Regions from separate parts of the Zea mays genome. Here all the other regions are linked to region 3. A link is a contact called in public Hi-C data. All regions are on one chromosome and are shown on one strand. Each heading gives the region's core, a stretch centred on a gene start, on an enhancer-like site or on the middle of the called end of the contact. The rest is flanking DNA. Distances are from core to core; before and after follow the strand shown.

Region 1 (3,437 bases), core at 518-3,017, 550 kb before region 3:
CGGTGAAGGTGATCGCCCTTTCCGTGCTCCAGGCGAACTGGGCAGACAATAGTATCCATAAGTAAATGCACCCGATATAAAGAGAACCAGCATAAGAAACATTACAGTTCATGAGAAAAATACCAAACAACCATGTTCAAGCAGAATGTACGCCATGTAACTGTTTGACTTCATATATGAGAAAAGTTTAAATTGCCATGAGCCCATGACAGCAATAAAAATATGTTAACAGGGAGAAGCAAAAGCATGTGGCAGGATGGATTCTGTTGGGGGTATGCTTCGTAGCCGAAGATCCTAAAAAGAACACCTTCGAAAGGTCTTCTCAGAAGCAAGCGCCGAAGCTATTATCTATGAAGCTTCGGCACAAAGACAAATCTCAAGATGAAGGATCGAACCGACTTAAAGATGAATTGACTTAAAGACCCATAATGTTTTGTGTCATTATTGTAGTCGATTGTAAAGGATATAAATGTAATTTTGCGCAGGTTGCATCCTGTGCCTATAAATAGGTGAACAGTATCCCGGTACTGTTCACGCGATCCTGTAATCACGGACACGTTACGCCCGGATTATTGTTTTCTGTCAAGACGAATGTATAAATGTTCTTAAATATCATGTTTCAATACTTGTATATTCATATAATAAAACATGTGAGTATATTTTGTGTTTTATATTTCATTTCTCATTGTTGTCTTAAAAACATGATCACGAAGGTGAAACCTTCGTGATACTCTACTCATGACCTTCGTCCGAAGCTCATTAAATCCTTGGGGAGATAATGCTTCAGCGGACGAAGGGCATTTATACTTAACATTTTTGTGTTGCCTTGTTCTTAATTCGAAGCATTTGAGAACAAGTCCCCAACAGATTCAATCAATAAAATGGTATCAACAAATTGATTTGGGTTGCAAATGCTGGCCAGCACAGGCCTGTGCTATTATAGGAACTGCAAAAGGCACGGCTAAATAATAAGCCTACGGCAGAGAAATGGAACCAATCAAAGGTGTCCATCTGAATTCTGAATGCAGGGTCATATATTTAACTTATGTTTCCAGCCTATCACAAGCAAAACTGAAAAAACTGAATTCAGCGTTAGAAAAAACTGTTACCAGACTCTGGCTCTGTTCACTGCTGAATGACAGCATCAATTCTGTTGAGTGCCACAAGGTATAACTGTAACTGTATTCAACAGAAGTAGTTTGAACACGCAAGCCACGATTGTGGAAGTGTAAAATTATCTGAATCAAGCAGCCCCGTTCTAGATACTCCAGTTGCAGCCACCTCAAGGCTTAAGATGAGGTTACAGATGGCACTAGGGTTTGACAAAGTGACACACAAATATGTAAATAAATCGTAAACGTTGAAGACGGGGATAACTCGCTACCCGGACAAACAACTAAACACACATGAAAAAACATCCGAACAAATGCAAGAGAACCTAACAGATTAGCCTAGAATCAGTGGATCTATACCGTATAGGGTCGAGCCTCACCTGCGCTTAGCCTGAGGAGGGGAGCGGCTCCGGGACTGGGAGGACGACGACGAGAAGGAGCGGGAGCGCGACCGGGAGCGGGACGAGACAGAGCCGGAGGAGACGGAGTGGGACAGCGAGCGGGAAGAAGATCCCGAGGAGGAGCGAGACGCGGAGCGGCCGCGCCGAGGCTTCGCCATCGTCCCCGGCGGCGGCCGGGCGAAAGTCGGCGAGCCTGTGGCGTTGAGCTAGGGTTTTGAGCGGGGTTGGGAGAAGGAAGAGATAGAGTGTATGGTTCCATCCACACTCCAACTCAACCCACCCGTGTCTGTGTGAAAAGAGCCCCGGCTGCTGTCCATGTCCACTCCTTTTTTCGGCCCAGTTGGCCCAATAGACCCCGCAAAAGGAGGCCGTGTTTGGATCTGATTTTTGGGGGCTTTTCATCTAAAATAAGTAGAAACAGTTCCAAACACCCAACTTTTTAGTGCATCTTCAATACATCCCTAAAATCATTGTCCTAATCCTTATTTTAGGGGAAATAATTCCACAGTAATGTATGTAGCATTCCTAAACTTTCGCAGGTGAAAATCATCGTGTGCACGGCGCAAACATTTGTTGCCGTCGAGCTCCCAATCGCACCGTTTTTCGTTTCCCACGTGGTTTTCACCAGCATTCAGTCGACTAGGGTGGCACACACTTTTGCGCCTGTCCATGGACAATATACAGCGAAAATGAACAGCAAAAAATATTAGAAAATGATATACAATGCCACACATCCTACAAGTCGTAACGTTGACATGAATGTGCAACACAACACGTCATCTTAGTCAAATTGTGCCCTCTACACCAAATTGTGCTCTAATTATTTGACATTCGATCTGGATGCAACAAATTAAGATTTTTTCACGTGCAATAAGTCATGATGATATAGTATTATGGGTCCTATTGAGTACGTTTTTGAGAATATATTGGGAGTTGTTGGAGTACTAACACTTTTTGGAATTAATAGATTTAGGGAGATCTTAATTCCCATGTAATGGGAGATTTATTTTTAGGATCTTTTGGAGATGCTCTTACGAGCTTATCCCAACATCAGCTTTTCCAAAATAACTAGCGAAACACATGAGCCAAACGCCACCACCGAGCGGCTCTCCGGCTTTTCGCCCGTGTGTGCCTCTTCTCTGTCAGGTCCGCATGTGACCGCCCCGACCACCAGTGCCACCCTTCCCCACCCATCGATAGTGCACCTCTTTGTCGCCTCCGGTGCCCCTCTCCTCGTCCCCGCCAACGAAGTTCACATCCTCCCCCATCATAGGCATCGCTCGCGAGCTTCTCTTATTATTGGCGTCGAGCACGAGTTCCCCATCGTCGCCACCGTGTGCGCCTCCCGCAAAGCCATCACCTGACACGCATCCTCCTTCCACTTGCATCGCGTCGAGGCAAGATCCTTCTTATCCTTGCTTTTGGGCCAGCCATGGATCCTGCTCTTCCCTCCGTTTCACTATTGGCAACGCGATAAACAACGAGCGAGAGGGAACATGAAAAGCTACAAAAGTACCAAACATCTGGGCTGGCTTTTTTCTAGCTTCTTCAGTAAGTGTTTTTTCTCAACAACCAAGTAAATGCTAGTTTATTAAAATAAGCTCTTAAAAATAAGTGGATCCAAACATACAAGTAGACTGAAAGAAGAGAATTAATGGGAATTGGTTCTGTACGGTGAAATTTGAAAATGATTCTTTGTGGTCCTCTTAAAAAATTGCTTTTATTTGGATAAACTATTTGTGTATTGTAATTCTATGCATGGAGTGAATTCAGAGAGAGAGAGTCAATTTTTAGCTCCTAATCCTATTTCATTTTAGTGAATCACTTCACATCATCAACGTAGAATCGGTTGGTAGAAAAAGAAAATTGTTTGGCAAAAGTCGATCCAACTTTGAAGACACTTTCCAAGATCCGTCAAAATCCC
Region 2 (3,633 bases), core at 30-2,529, 970 kb before region 3:
GAGTGATCTATCAACTTAAGCGGGAAAATTGATTCAGGATAGGCACATGTTTGTTGATCTTTGAACTTTTGAGGACAATGAGATTTTGGTTTACCGAGCTGTTGCCGTGGCTTGACATGGTTTTGTGATCCTCCTTTTTTTGTTACATTAAATTATTAAAGCAGCAAGTCATCATTCGCATCGATGGTGCTATTGCCCCCTGTTTTGATATCTGATCTCGCTGGGAATGACCTTGCTCTCTGTATTGTTGTGCTCAGAGTTTTGATATCGCTGGACAAGGCATTGCACTCCCTATCGCTTGAAATCGTCTCTGTTGGTGCTGGTGTATAAAACTTTGACGTGTGCCGTTTATAATATATATGTAACTGCAAAACCAAGTTTCTATACAAGTCAAAACAGTATACAATTTGGATCAGAAGGTGGTGCAATGTATAACCCTTCTAAATTTAAGGATGTTTTGTGTCTGATATACTTGTTCGCTGGTGCTTCTACAGTGGATTACAGCAGTTGTGACTTGTTTGACTTTTTTTAGTTTAAGTTTGATCGACTTTTTTAGTTTAAGTTTGATCGGCTCGTCTTATTCAAAACATATCTTATTCAAAAAAATCATAGTTATTTTAATCTTTAGTATGATATTGTTTAGCATATAATATATTTTTAGTTTAGTTTTGACTTTTCATTTTTCTAAAAATAATAATAAAATGAATTGGTCAAACTTGGTTTAAATAAAAAAGTCGAAGGGATTATAAAATGAGATGGGTGGAGTATTTAACTACCTATGTAGATGTGGAAAGCGTATTGCTGTACATCTAAATATATAGTGGATTTTTTATATAAAAAAACTAAATATCTATAATTTAAAATGTATTTCTTTTTTTTTAACGTAGCATAAGAGCACTTAACGATACCACGTTTCAAGAAAATTTGTTTCATTTTCAGATATCCATATCTGACATGAAAACCAAATACACGGCCAAAAAAAAGTCTGAAATGATCGACTCAGACAATCAAACAGCGAATACATAACAATCCTGGTTTAAGCCACCTATGGAATGCCATTTTTTATTATTTCCTGCATTTTGTCTGTAACAAAAAAATTGATTGTCGTAGGATCTCAAATAAAATACCTGAATTTAACGGAGCCATCAGCCATGTGATCTTTGGCACAGCCGTTTGCCTGAAAAAAGACAAATCAAAAAGGAAAAAAGAAGGGAAAAATTCTTCCATTGCGTGCTTGGCAGCTCGTCCGACGCGCCGCAGCGGGCGCTGATAAACCTCCAGTTAAACCCTAGTATCTCCCCGCGTCGCCGCACACATCGCCCGTTCGCACGCGCCGTCCCCCTGGAGGATCGAGCCACCCTCCTCACCTGGAATGGAGGACGGCCTGGAGGAGCCGCCGCCCGCGGGGAGCGCGGCCGCCAACGCCAGCTCCACCTCCGGCGGCGGCAGCGGCGGGAGCAAGGGGTCCCCGTGCGAGGAGTGTGGGGAGCAGCCGTGGAAGTACCGGTGCCCCGGGTGCGGCCGCCTCACCTGCAGCCTCCCCTGCGTGCAGGCCCACAAGCGCCGTACCGCCTGCACGGGCAAGCGCCCACGCACGGACCCCGTCCCGCTCGCCCGATTCGACGACAACCAGCTCATATCCGGTACGCCTCCGCCCCCCTCTTTCTTCTGATTAGCAGTCAACGCTGGCCTCCTCTTGAATTGCTACCTTGTTGTTGTGTCCGCGCTGTGCATGTCGCTGTCGTCAAAGATTACAACTTGCTGGAGGAGGTGAAGCAGGCCCACGATTCCGCGCACAGGCTCATCGGCGGCTTCGGCCGCAACTACGGGGGACGGGGATCAGGCGGCGCCCAGCTGCCCAGATGGCTGTTCTACCTCAGCAAGGCGGCGCACCGCCGTGGTGTCAAGCTCTGCTTTCTCCCCAGGGGCATGGCCAGGAGAGAGCAGAATCGATCGCAACACAATTACAGGTGCTTTGCCTTGTTGATTTAATTTTTACTTGCCATCGGTGTGAACTGGAGATGTTCTGCAGGCTTTCTCTGCAGTTGTTGAATGACATGTCATGCAGTTCCTTTCTCATTATTGTTTGGAAGGATCTTGTTTCAGTTCAAGTATTTGGTGCCTCTAACAGTGTTAGAGAAACGATGAGATGGAACTTTGATGATAAGCCCATCAAGGTTATTAAAACGACGAAACGTTGAAACGCTCATGGGTGGAGTTTTAACTTTTAAACGGTTTAAACAAAGTTTAAACGTAGTTTTAAACAACATAGAGAAATTTCAATATATAATAATTTCAGACAATAACATAAAGTCAAATACCAAACAACCAACATAAGTTCACATAATAATATTGTGCAAAATAAAGTGGAATGCAATGTCCACAACCACAAGCACACATGTGTTACTCAAGCACTCAATAACCATCATCCAAATCATCTAAACCAACATCATCCGTGCTAAAATCAGCCATTTCTCCTCCAATCTATTCTGCAATAATGGAATGCATGTTCAGAACACAGCACTTCAATCCTTCCGCAAGCGAGCAACAGGCAAGCTGTTCGCTTGAGCAACTGCTGAAGTGCTGAAGCAACAGCAAGCGAGCAACATCAACTGAATGCAATGCTGTTCGCTTGAGCAATGAGCATACCAGATAGATTAAACGTCGTCTGATGGGGATAGTGCTTGAGCATACCAGATAGTGCTGGAGCAAGCGAGCAGGCGGCCGGCGGACTGGCCCTGCTTGGCGGGTGGCGGACGTCCCTGTTGTGGCCTTGTGGGGGCGGCGGATGGGCGGACGCGGACAGGGATGGCGCTGCCTGGCACAGGCGATGGCGGCCTGGACTCCTGGAGGCGCCGCGTCGGCTGCACCAGATGGGCGTGGGCGGACAGGGACAGGGACGGCGCGGACTGGAGGCACCGCGGCGGCTACAGCGGACTGGACGGACTGGGCGGCGGAATCCCTATTCCCTAATTGGGCTGGCCGCTGGGCCAAAATTTGCTGGCGGAAGTAAAACGCCCGAAACGCGGCGTTTAATGCTATTTTGCGTTTAAACGTCAAAACGTGACGTTTAAACGTCGTAAAACGACGTTTTACGCGTAAGTGTTAAACGTTTTAGCGTTTCGGTGTTCTGGCAGCGTTTTATAGTTTAAACGTCGTTTAAACGACGTTTTAACGTCGTTTTAATAAGCATGAAGCCCATAGAGCTGTCTAGTTACCATTCAGCTTAATATGCACTAGTTAGGTGATAACTATAATGTCTGTCTGTATCTACTGCAAACTTATATTGATATATTCCACCCTTCTCAGGGCCTGTTTGGATCCATTAGCCGCTAATAGTTATCTAGCTAATAGGTCACAACTAACATTAGCTGCTGTTAGCTAGTTTGGTCCAACTAGAGAAATAGTTGTTAGTTGTGTACTCAGCTAACAATTAACTAGACCTGTTTGGATCCAAGGAGATAATTTTTAACAGCTAACTATTATCTCCATTGGATGCAAACAGGACCTCAGTCATTTTTTCCTACTACAAAAATATATCTCAGCGAGCCGTGCCACTTGCATCACCCTTTCTTGCTTTGCTAGATTATGTCATACGAAAGCTGCTCTAATCTGAATCTCTATGTGCAGGAA
Region 3 (3,782 bases), core at 1,159-3,658:
CGTGACACTAGTGCCAATCTGGGAAGATGACAAATTCATAGCCATTGCAAGGTTACAGGAATAATTCAGGGAGATGAAACCAACTGATCCATAAATAATTTATGCAAGCGTAACAATAACATATTGCTAGCAGATAATTCCCGTTTTGAAGAAATGTTTCTTCATAACACGATCATGTTCAACTGTATATCGCTCAGAAAAGAGAATGGCAACTTTCTAGCAAAATATCAAAAGAGACTGCTAATGAAGATCATCAATAGCTAATGAGATAAACAAACTAACCAAAGAAGCAGTAGTTCCCACTGCCAAAAGCTTTATACCATTCCTCTGGAAAGAAGCAGCCGCTGTTAGTTGATCAACATGGGTTGCGAATACATCCAGGTAACTATGATTATCGTAAAATAGTTAACAATTGAATGCAATGAATCTACTTTACCACAAAAGCTCCAATCCTCTGCAGAAGTGAGAATGACCTTCCAGCCATAGCAATCTGCAGAAAAAAGTCGCATAACATGCTTTTGAATACAAGGAAAAGAAATAGGAGGTCCATTCAACTCTACTAGGAAATGAGAAACGGTTGCTTTACTTGGAAAGTATTATCAGGGCAGTTATAGAAAAAGTTGGCAATAGCTCCAGCGTTTCTTGCCAGTGGCGGCTGTAAACCAATAGTTGGAGCAGGAAGATAGACAAGCATGACGTCCGCAACAATCGCCATGACCTAGGTAGTATCAGAAGCAACAACTGAATTAGATTCCATATCAGAAGAGTTTAAATGTAAAGTTAGAAAGATACTAATCTCAGACAGTGAAGTATTTTACAACTAGTGAAGTGAAAGCACAGAAAATATGTTTTGTTTTGATAAAACAGATCTTAAGGTCTTCCATTAGTCTGAGATTGCAAAGATCGACATGTTTCATCAGCAGTATGTGAAAAGAATAAGAAATGAACAGGTTGGTTCCATGGAAAAGCCAGGGCTCTGACATATTTGGGATCGCATTACATGAAATTGACCTTATTTCCAAAATTTCCAAACATTACGTTGTTGCTGCAAAGACGAAAGTGCGGATTTGTCCTGATTGACAATCCAATGCGCTACCGGTTGAGATATGAAGCCTGAAGCGGTCTGGATGATATGAGATAAGCACAGTTAGGCGGGCGTACCACATCAGATATGACAACTTCAATCTCTTTGAAGAAATTGTCCCCTCTCTTCTGGAACTCAGCCACGGTCTGAACAAAAGGTGAAATAGTGCAAAAGGAGCCAGATTAGAACTACACAGCTCGACGCAGTTGATCATGAGAACTGTGAATAAGTTGTGTTGGTCAAACTTTCTTAGACTTGATTAGATTTATAATAAGTATTAGCAGCATTAGAAACTCTTTGGTAAGCTACATCGTCGTCGTCACCTGTTTACGAACAGAGGGAGTTTTTTTTTTCTTCATAAAAAAATAAAATAAAAACAGAATGGCAAGGTGACCTTGGCGACGAGACCGATGCCGCACTCTATGCCGAGCTTGGTGAGGAAGAGCTCGTCGGCGAGGAGCCTCTCCCTGAAGCCCTGGAACTGGAGGAGCCATCGGAAGAAGCCGTTGGCCTCGAGTTCGGTGAAGCGGCGCACGATGTCGGCCCCGATGCGGCCGCTGTCGACGGCGGCGGCGAGATCGGACGGCAGGCTGTCGAGCTTGCGGCCCAGCTGCGCCAGCACGAACAGCGCCTCCCCGCGGGCGTCGCCGCCGCCGGGCGCGTCATCGCCGTGGCCGGCGTCGTCGCCATGGCCGCCGTCGTCGCCGCCACCCTCGCCGCCGTGGTGGTTGTGGCCGTCGTCGTCATGGCCGCCGAAGCCGGCGCCGCCGCCGCCGACGTCGGAGGCTGCGGCGTCGGCGGAGGCGGAGGGTGGTGGCAGGAGCGCGCGCGGGAGGGGCGTGCCCGGGGAGAGGCTGGTGCGCGCAATGCGGAGGCGCAGCGGCGGCGGGAGGGCGGCGCGCGAGAAGGGGAGCAGCGGGAGGCGGCCGGGCGCCTTGGTCGGGAGGTGCAGGTGCAGGGGCGTGGGCTGCGCTGACGCGGCGGAGAGCGACGACGGCGAGGAGGACGGCGGGAGGGCCATGGTGGGTAGCTAGCTAAGGCGAGCGGGGGTAGCTCACCGCGGGGCGCGAGAGGGAACGCTGTACGCGGTGGGGTGGGGGGTTATGTACGAGGACGAGGAGTTGGCGCTGGGCGGGCGGACGCAACGAGGCGGCGAGGGAAGAACGTTGGTGCCGCCGTCAAAGCCTTGATCAGCCAACGAGGTTACTCACGTTAACGAGGGAAGCAAAGGCGAGCGCACACGACGAGGCGATTGGTTGCACTTGCACGCATGCCCCGCGCCGCGCTCCACCAGCCAGGGTTCCGTTTTCGTCACCCGACGCGCGCCGGGCCGAATTTTAAAGATGCTGCGGGTGGCCGGCCGGTGGGACACGCTCTTATCCCTCGCCTCGGCCTCTCGGTCAGAAGCCGTGTGGCCCGTGGCCACACTCCGTCTCCGGGCCGCGGATTGGGTAAGGCTTGGTTGGTGGGCTGCTGCGGCCTGTCATTGCGGACTCGCGTCGCCTGCTCCCACAGTCCACAACTTTTTCGTCTTAGTGGGACGAGATCCGCTTTATCGGACGATTGATGGTAATATAAAGTGTACAATGATAATAACAATAAAAAAAAAAGCTACCAGTGGGCACAGCTGCTCGAGGAGCCATACATGTCGGCCTACACTTGCAGAGATAAGGGACATCTATCTAGCTAAATTGTGAGCCTCACACACAACACACACATGAGCTTTCTCCTATCCGGGATTTCCTTGAGGTCGAGGAATCGTCATGGACTCATGGTCATGGCACAGGTAAGTTAGTAAGCTTACCTTTTCACCACAACTGAAGCTTAACACCATGGTGTCACGGCTTTTCCGGATCTTCCTGGTGGGCCGCACTGTTGTGTTTTTTTTTGTATGGTGGGCCGTTGGTATTCTTCAACACCGGAGGACGGAGAAGCCCACGTATTCGGCCCGAGAGGTCCACCATGTTACAGCTTTTGCAATCGTGGCTCGTTGAATCAGGGCCGGATGAAATACTCGTGGCTCGTTGGCTCGCTCGGTTCATGGTCAGCTCGGCTCGGCTCGGATCGACCCTTTTGAATTTTTTCACGAGCTGAGCTGACATTCTAGCTCGGTTCATTAACGATGCAGCTCGGTTCGTTAACGAGCCAGCTCGCGAGCTAAACAAGTTATCATATTTCAGCAAAACGAAACTATATGCATATCATTTACAGAATAATTGATGAACACGTTATATAAATGTGAGGTCTATGACCTATGAGTTAAACTAATGATTAATGACCTATGTCTATGTGTTAATTTGGTCCATGCAAATATAATTGTAGGTTAAACTGATGAACATGTATGTGATTTGTGAATTGATGAGTGACTAATTGTGCTAATTTGGTGTTACATTGACGTGGTTTGTGAAACTATGAGTATAATTACTACTTTCTATTATTAAATTAGTTTAAGATTAACTAAAAATTAATTATTATGTACATATTATTTTTTCTGCTCTGGCTCGCGAGCTAAACGAGTCGAGTCGAGCAGCCGAGACGAGACGAGCTGGCTTGTTATCCACCCTAATCGGAATGCCGCGGTGTCATGTGAGCCAGACAAAACGATTGAAACAGACAAAAAGCAAAGGGGCCTGGAGATCCGCCGGTCGGCACGGCAGCATATGGCCGTTAATTACCATGTTGGTTTGCTACTAGTACG

What was found. Hi-C and Micro-C count contacts between places; a contact is called where the count stands out from the background.
Region 1: a contact with region 3 is called in a Hi-C map of ear, with 2.3 times the contacts expected there. The contact joins the promoter of LOC103650711 here to the promoter of LOC100275802 in region 3. A contact is called at or near these places in 4 of 25 Hi-C or Micro-C datasets (ear, endosperm, leaf and 1 more).
Region 2: a Hi-C map of ear shows a contact between it and region 3, with 2.0 times the contacts expected there. The contact joins the promoter of LOC103650705 here to the promoter of LOC100275802 in region 3. A contact is called at or near these places in 2 of 25 Hi-C or Micro-C datasets (bundle sheath and ear).

What each region holds. Positions count from the first base shown.
Region 1 is chr3:148,925,540-148,928,976 of Zm-B73-REFERENCE-NAM-5.0, forward strand. It overlaps LOC103650711, which reads right to left and starts at 1,768. Exons shown (of 12, transcript NM_001324272.1): 1 at 1,493-1,768; 2 at 1-37. The coding sequence starts at 1,671.
Region 2 is chr3:148,504,531-148,508,163 of Zm-B73-REFERENCE-NAM-5.0, forward strand. LOC103650705 reads left to right here and starts at 1,280. Exons shown (of 5, transcript NM_001326389.1): 1 at 1,280-1,643; 2 at 1,751-1,970; 3 at 3,631-3,633. The coding sequence starts at 1,373. It overlaps LOC100286375 (40S ribosomal protein S10), which reads left to right. Exons shown (of 5, transcript NM_001159262.2): 5 at 1-182. The coding sequence ends at 6.
Region 3 is chr3:149,473,747-149,477,528 of Zm-B73-REFERENCE-NAM-5.0, forward strand. LOC100275802 reads right to left here and starts at 2,409. Exons shown (of 8, transcript NM_001371517.1): 1 at 1,479-2,409; 2 at 1,162-1,230; 3 at 587-718; 4 at 437-490; 5 at 283-327; 6 at 1-18. The coding sequence starts at 2,105.